2 separate regions of the Hordeum vulgare genome follow, and region 2 is linked to region 1. The links are chromatin contacts, called in public Hi-C maps. All regions are on one chromosome and are shown on one strand. Each heading gives the region's core, a stretch centred on a gene start, on an enhancer-like site or on the middle of the called end of the contact. The rest is flanking DNA. Distances are from core to core; before and after follow the strand shown. Region 1 holds the start of LOC123424917 (phosphatidylinositol 4-phosphate 5-kinase 6-like). Region 2 holds the start of LOC123424922 (ferredoxin-dependent glutamate synthase, chloroplastic).

Region 1 (4,005 bases), core at 823-3,322:
CTGAAGTCGCAAGAATTGTGCCGCGGAGTGTGTTTCGAGCCTTCCTGAGGGAACTTTGTCCACACTTTTTCCTTGGGATCGAACGCCGATGATTTCAGCTCAAGCGTAACCGGACCTTGCTTCCCAACTGCATGCCTGTGGCAACACATCATTGTTAAGGCAGAGATAAACTTAACTATCATGGATTAGAAAATGACTAATGGCTGTCATGTTGATTGAGAATCCATAAGGTACAAGCCTTGGCCATGTATCGAAATTGGATTGGCCAAACCCACAATACTTTTTCATTTCCTAACCATAGCATGATTCGAAGCAAACTCTTTGCTAATTCACTGTTGACAGGGTACTACTGTATCCCCTAATTCAGACTTGTAAATCGGCAAAGGTACTGAAAGCAAATGCAAATTTCTTCGGTTGATCAGATTCCAGAACCAGGGTTCTAAAATCTTCATAATTCATACTCTACTCGCTAATGAAGGCAGATGAGCGAGACAACCAACCTGATCCCGAGCTGCAAGTTGAGCATGAGCTCGTAGTGCTTGTGCCCCTTGACGATGGTCTCCCCCTGCTGCTTCGCCTGCCGCGGGGACACCCACTTGGCGATGCGCGGCGCCGGGGACGGCGGCGGCAGAAGGTCCCCGCCCACCGCGCCGTCCTCCGTCCTGACGCTCCTCCGCGCGTCGTCCACCAGGGCGGCCCCGTCCACAATGTCGCAGGTGATGTCGCCGTCCGACTCCCAGATGCAAATCTTGTCGTACTTCCGGTCGCCGCCGGAGCAATTGCTCATCCCGGACACGGAGCTCGCCCGGCCATTGGCCGTCCGGTTGCCCGAATTGTTGAGCGGCCGCTGCAGCGGCGTGGACTCGGTGGCGCCGCCGCCGCCCGTGAACCCCGGCAATTCCCTCGCGAACACGTCGCGGGGGTCGCGCGCCGTCGGGGACGACGCCGCAGGAGACGGGTAGTAGACGCCCTTCTGCTGGACAATGCCACCCGGGCCGTCGCGCGTCCAGAAGCCGACGTAGGCGCTGCCGTCGGCCCATCGGAAGGTGCCCTGGCCGCGCGGGCAGCCGTCCTCCCAGCCGCCGTCGTAGCGGTTGCCGTTGGCCCAGGCGAGCTCGCCGCGGCCGTGGATGAGCCCGGCCCGCCACTCCCCGGTGTACTCGGTCCCGTTGCGCCAGATGTAGCGGCCGGCGCCGTCCTGCAGGCCGGAGCGCCAGTGGCCGTCGTACTGGTCGCCGTTGGCGTAGCTCTTCCTGCCGTCGCCGTGCTTGAGGTTCATGGACCAGGCCCCCTTGTAGGTGTCCCCGGCGGCGCCGGTGTAGGTGCCGTGGCCGTCCATGAAGCCGTCCTTGAACTCGCCCTCGTAGGTGGCGCCGGAGGGCCAGGAGAACTTGCCCCGGCCCGTGGCCTTGCCGTTCCGCCACTCCCCCTCGTACATGCACCCGTCCGTCCACAGGTACTTCCCGGCGCCGTGCGGCGCGCCGGCGCGCCACCGCCCCGTGTAGAAGTCCCCGTTGGGGAGGCCGCGCTCGACGTACTCCTCCTCCTCCTGGCCGTGGTGGTCGGCATCGTCGACGCCCGCGGAGGAGGAGGCCGAGGAGGAGGCCGTCTCGGAGTCGTCGGCGGGCAGCATGGGGGCCACCCGGCGCCTGCCCCCGGGCTGCGGATGCGGCTGCACCTTGCGCACCGTCGCCTCCCACGCCCTGGCCAGGGTGTGCTCGTGCATTGGGCGCTCCCGCCTCTCCCTGCCACCACACCCGTCGCTTCTCCCTCCTCGTCCCGCCGCCGCCGCCGTCCTTCAAGCTCACCCTCCTCACCAGGCTTTCCTCCGCCCGGCGGTGGATCTAGCAGGCTAGCACCGCGCGCGCGCGCACGCTCCACGGCGGCATTGCTGGGGGCGTGAGGCGGGTAATGGCGAGCGAGGAGTTAATGGAGACGCACGCAAGCGAGAGCCGAGAGGGAAAGAAATGCGCTTTGGAAGGGGGGGCGAGGTGGAGAGGGAAGAAGACAGGGGAGGTGGAAGGAAGCGGTGTCTGTCTGTCAGTCCGTCTCTCTTTGCGCTTTGTTTTCCTCTGCCCTTTTTGATGCAGCATCCCATCCCATCTCACAAACTCGCTACTCCCATCCCATGGCCCCCGTGACGGCCTCCGCCCATCCTCAACCGGTCTTGGTTTTTGTCTGTTTCATTTCACCGTTAGGTTAACCAAATTTCTTCGTCAAATTCCAACGGATTACATAATAAATCTAGCAACCTTGATTACAGTGGTAGTAGGGGTACTCCGTATGATTTTGCAGACAGGGCCGTCTTGTTGGTGGTTATTGTGGTGGTTAGTGCGGGTGCTTGTCTTTGTTCCTCTCTAGGAGTATCTATCTAGCCTACTTAGCTTAGCTAGCTAGGTTAATGCGTGGGTTCTAGTGCTGTCCCTAATAAGCTAAGCTAACCTCTGGTTTGGTTAGCATACAGTATACAGTACGTGCTAGCCAACTAATCAACCAATCCGTGGCTTGATTTAGGGGCTTGTCTGCCCATGAGCCTCCACGTCTTTCTCCTAGGTTTGCCATTGCACAGTGCTCAGCCATATCCATCAGCAGCAGTAAACGCACGACGTATTCCCTTGACGACGTGGACGCCCAACAGTGCAACACGAACCAGTTTTTATTACAGAGATTAAACATCATTCTAAAATTAGAGAAAGAAGAATCCGAGTTTACTTGACAATTCAACCTCTTCCTCCTCCCAGAGTACTTGACATGTCGTTGCTCAAGAAATGAAAATAAAAGTTGTTCTGTCTTGCAGCCTCCATTTGGGGGGTGCGTGACTGTGACTCGTGCATGGTGCGTGGTGCCTTGTCTCTGTACCTAGCATACCTGCAGGACCGGCCTAGCTGGCTGGTGCATTCAGCCGCTGCTAATTATAGTAGTGTTTAGGAGGAGTAATAAACCTCCCCTGTCAATGCCTCATCCGGCAATCTGCGGCCCTACACTCCTAGCACCATGCTACCATGTATGTATGGTCCTAATCTCTTGACTGTTAGGTCTAACCAGTCGGTTCATCGGTCGGTCAGGTCATTAATCAAAGGGTACCCAATCAATTATGCCTGAAACCACATAGCCCAAATCTTGCTTGAAAGTTGAAGCCAAGCACTTTGTGTGAAGGTCGGTTTCGGATCAGAGGGAGAAAAGAGAGAGAGAGAGGTGACAGTATCTGATAAAGCGGATCAGCAGGAGATACTCCTGCTAGATAGATAGACATGCATGCCATCTTCTTTCTCTTGAGAGTTGAGAGCGGCAGAGCTGGTCCTGCCCCTGATCCCTGCCCCTGCCGGTGGTTGTTCCACTGTCATGCGAGCCATGTAGCAGTAGTCTGTATTTGTACTCCTACGTTGCCATTTAAAGATGGACATGTGTTTTAAGATTGAGCTGACTTTAGGACATGCCACCCAGGTCCCGGGAGTGCTACCGTGGTACGTTGGAGATCAATGGCTCTAAATCAGTGAAGCTGAAGCGGCCTGGATCTGGTTGCGCAAAGCATCAGCAAAACCCCTCGAAACATGGCCACGTTAACGGCACGGATGAACCCAGTCCGGCTTCCCAAGAAAGTTAGAAGACGAAAGAAGATCTGGTTTGCCATGGCCTTCTCCTGCCCGTTCCAACCTGATTTTTCTGCAGAAAATCCGACGCCACCGGCAGCATCGCCGTGCCACCAAAAGTGCATCGACGACCTAATAACAAATCTGAACAAACAATGGCCGGTGTAGTTCCTCATGTCCTGCACCGCACCGCCCCTGGAATAAATAAAAGATGGCATACATAACATAGCCATGGCCGTCGTGCGTGCAAGCAAGTGATCCATCCGATCCCGATCTTGTCTTGACCCATTTCTTAATGCGCTGAACTTAATCACGTCTGCAATGGCCGTTCCAACGTGCAAGGAGACGGGTGCTCGAGGGCCCAAAAAAATAGTGTTGGACGTATTGCGAGGTCAACCGCGGCATTGCTCTCGCA
Region 2 (4,005 bases), core at 444-2,943, 320 kb after region 1:
TATAATAATTAGACATCAGGAGTACATCCAGTATCTTCCTCATCCCCTATCAATGTTCAAATATTGCCCCTGGTTGAATGGCAAATAGATGATTGTTCCATGCATGTCAATTCATCCTCTCAAATGGAAGAAACAGCTAATGACATGTCTGAGACATCAAGCTAGTTCACCAATACTTATATTGGATGGATCTTATAGTGTAGTAGATGGCTCATACGGTGCTAGTATGATTTCCAGGAATGAGATCGACACATTGTATCCACAACATGTAGATGCTTATTCCTCTTCTCCCGAGCACTTTGTGATAGGAATAAGTGTGACTATGGAGGGCATTGCCTTGGCCATGTAGTGGAATAATTTGCAAATCATCATTCATACATACTGCCCTACAAAAAATCAACTCCATATCATGCAATATAAAATAAAAGGGCGCATTTCGTCAACCTTCTCGATGGAATTAGACATATTACGGTATTCATGTGCTCGCTTTTCCAAAAGACCGGTAGAGAGCAAAACATGGCTGCAATTGCTTTAGAGAACGTGCAAGATTTGGACATAGGGGCCGAACTTGTTTCACATCCAGTATTAGCTGATCCAACACTCTACTAGAGTAATAAAATCTCGCATTTCCATAGATAGGCCCAAAGCTTAGCGAAGGTCCCGTTTTTCATGTTTAATGTGTATGCATGTGATGGTTGGTGTGGGTTAAATTTGACCGTCACAAATAATTCATATGATGTGACGCTCACACATGCACAATTTTCATTTGATTCCTAAAATCAAATCATAACACATTTACATACACATTCGTTAGAAACACAATAAAGGCAAACAAATCATAACATGTCTATCCGTAATAAAATCTTAGCATATTTACATATAATAAATTAATACTTTCTCTGTATCTAAATAATTGTAGTCGAGGAGAACTAGTTTATTTTTTTAACTACTACTCCCTCTGTCTAGAAATACTTGTCATGAAAATGAATGTATCTAGATGCATTCTAGTTTTAAATACATTATATTTTATCTATTTATGCGACATGTAATTCCGAACGAAGGGGTATTATTCATGGACAGAGGGAGTATAATAAATAAACAAAAACATAACACACATTCAAGTACGCGTCCCTTAAAAACACTGGCAAATGCATTCCTCATCCAACCGCCCAAAAATAACCAAACAAAGTGGCCCAACACAGAACACGCCGTGGCCCCGTCCACAGTACTTCGTGTCATTCTTGGATCTCCCATGACGAGCAACACATGAACCACGCTGCGGTCCACCGCCCCCATCCGTCTCCCCAATAATCACCCCTCTACAAAACGTCAAAACCCCTAAACCCCGGTCCAAAATCCCAGCCACCTCCCCTCCCCCCATCCAGAGGCCCCACCAAAAGCCGCCGCAAGCCCCACCCCGGTTTTAAAAACCACACAAACCCAACCGCGGCCACCCCCCTCCTCGCCCTCCCGTTCGCCCAGCGGCCCCTTTCCTGATCCATCCGCCCGGTCGCGGTTCCCTGCGCCTGCCCGTCGCTCGCCTCTCCGTGCGCCCGAGAGGCGCAGCAGCAAGCAAGCCGGCCCGCGCTCGCTCGTCGCCGTCTATAAACTACTCCCCTCCTCTCCTCCCCTCCGCACCACCCCCCATCACCCACCCACCCCTCTCCCCCTCCCCTCCCCTCGCCTCCCCGCGCCCTATCCTCTCCTCTTCCACACGATCCCGGCCTTGTCCGCTTCCGCATTCCCTCCCCACCACGCGAGCGCCGGCCCCTCCTATATCTACCTCGCTGCCGCGCGCCCCCGCAGCCGCGTGTAGTGGTGGTCGCGGTGGTGGTGGTGGTGGTGGTGGTGCTGATATCTAGCTAGAAGTTCCGGTAGGGGGGAACGACGACTCGCTCTCTCGCGTCGCGCGTGACCTGACCGGATCATGGCCGCCACGCTCCCGCGCGCGGTGGCGCCGCCGCCGGCGCTGCTCCCGCTCCCGCGCGCCGCGCCGCTGCTCCTCGCGGGCCGCGCCGCCGCCCGCAGGCTCCGGGCCAGAGGGGCCCGCACGCCCGCGCTCGCGGCCACGCGCCGGAGCTGGGCCGTCTCCGCCCGCGCCGTGCTCGACCTGCCGCGCCGCCGGGCGCCGCAGAAGCCCGTGCAGGAGGTATGTTCGCTTTGCTTCCCCACCCGCCGATCAGGTGCTCGTCTCGCGATTGGGTTTGGTTTCGAGGGTTGGGGTTTTCCTAGGTTCGGATTGCAAGGTGCGGTTATCAGATTGGTTTGTTTATACGAGGTCACGGGTCATGGTCTGTTTTGACGGATCATAGCCTTTTGCGCTGTAATATGTTTCTGATTGCAAAAAAAAAATCGTTGGGAAATTTGGGCGAGACCAGGATTCAGGAGTCAAGCCCAGGTATCTCCTGAGTCCTGACTACTGTATCGGGTGATAAGGTTCTATGTTGACTCCCTAGTTCATTGCATGTGCTAGTATTTTTTGGTACCTAGCTCATGATGATGCACTTGCATACTATCGCTTTTGTTATGTGGTGTTACTTTCACGAGATTTTTAAAGTACATAGTATGGCAAGTGCACAAAACACAGCGAATGCAGGTGCAATAAACAAGTGCGTGCTAATGAAAGGTTAGGTGACAGCTGTGGTGGTAGGTACTAATCACGATCAAGTTCCTGGAGTACGACATTGTGTAATGCATAGGTGGAGAATTTGGAAAGTACTACCAATTCTCCATGACCGTTCTGGAATGTGTTTGAATGGGCTCTGACCTGTGAGCTGTGACAGTCATGAGTAATAAACCATATGTGCTGTTCTTTATATTTGACATTAGGAATTGCTTTTTTTTTTTCAGGCTGCGGATTTGAACGATATCTTAGCAGAACGTGGAGCTTGTGGTGTTGGGTTTGTCGCAAACTTGAGTAATGAGCCTTCGTTCAACGTTGTCCGTGATGCTCTTACAGCTCTTGGGTGCATGGAGCACCGTGGTGGCTGTGGAGCCGACAACGACTCTGGTGACGGGGCAGGATTGATGAGCGGCATACCATGGGACTTGTTTGATGACTGGGCCAGCAAGGAAGGGCTTGCTCCTTTTGAAAGAACACATACAGGTGTAGGCATGGTCTTCCTTCCACAAAACGAGAATTCCATGGAAGAAGCAAAAGCTGGTAATGATTCTGATGCTTTACCACAATACGCCGCCCACATTGTGGATAATTTCTTGTCTTCCTTTTTTGCCGGGATTTTGTCTTTAAAGTGCGACACTTCCTAGTTTTATATGGTCCGAGATTTCTGCTTGGCGATGCATGTCCTAGTAAATCTGAGTCCGATCTCTTCGGACTCGTAATGCTGCCATACTTTGGTTGCAATGCCATCGTGGTGCTTGAAACCTATGCTTGGAAAGTTTTTTTGCAGGAAAAGTTTGTGCCCTTGGTATAAGAACTTTCCAAAAGGAATTTATTTATTTTGTATTGACAGTCAAATTACACATGTGATTTTTCAGCTCTACTGTATCACAACACACACAGCTTACTAAGAGTCTATTCATTTTTGCAGCTGTTGAGAAGGTTTTTACAGATGAAGGCCTTGAGGTTCTTGGCTGGAGACCCGTTCCTTTCAATCTATCAGTGGTAGGCCGCAATGCAAAAGAAACAATGCCTAATATACTCCAGATATTTGTGAGAATTGCGAAAGAAGATGACGCTGATGACATAGAGAGAGAATTATACATCTGCCGAAAGCTGATTGAGAGGGCTACAAAATCTGCAAGTTGGGCAGATGAACTATATTTCTGCTCTTTGTCAAGTAGAACTATCATTTACAAGGGAATGCTTCGATCTGAGGTTCTTGGGCAGTTCTATTTGGACCTTCAGAATGAACTGTACAAATCTCCTTTTGCCATATATCATCGAAGATTCAGTACCAATACAAGCCCTAGATGGCCTCTTGCACAACCAATGAGGTTGCTTGGACACAATGGAGAGATTAACACGATACAGGTTTACATTAA

Evidence for each region. Hi-C and Micro-C count contacts between places; a contact is called where the count stands out from the background.
Region 2: a contact with region 1 is called in a Hi-C map of leaf, with 3 times the contacts expected there. The contact joins the promoter of LOC123424922 here to the promoter of LOC123424917 in region 1. A contact is called at or near these places in 2 of 6 Hi-C or Micro-C datasets (leaf and seedling).

The regions. Positions count from the first base shown.
Region 1 is chr2H:56,499,021-56,503,025 of MorexV3_pseudomolecules_assembly, forward strand. It overlaps LOC123424917 (phosphatidylinositol 4-phosphate 5-kinase 6-like), which reads right to left and starts at 2,073. Exons shown (of 8, transcript XM_045108603.1): 1 at 501-2,073; 2 at 1-135. The coding sequence starts at 1,726.
Region 2 is chr2H:56,818,790-56,822,794 of MorexV3_pseudomolecules_assembly, forward strand. It overlaps LOC123424922 (ferredoxin-dependent glutamate synthase, chloroplastic), which reads left to right and starts at 1,694. Exons shown (of 33, transcript XM_045108608.1): 1 at 1,694-2,149; 2 at 2,851-3,163; 3 at 3,552-3,994. The coding sequence starts at 1,928.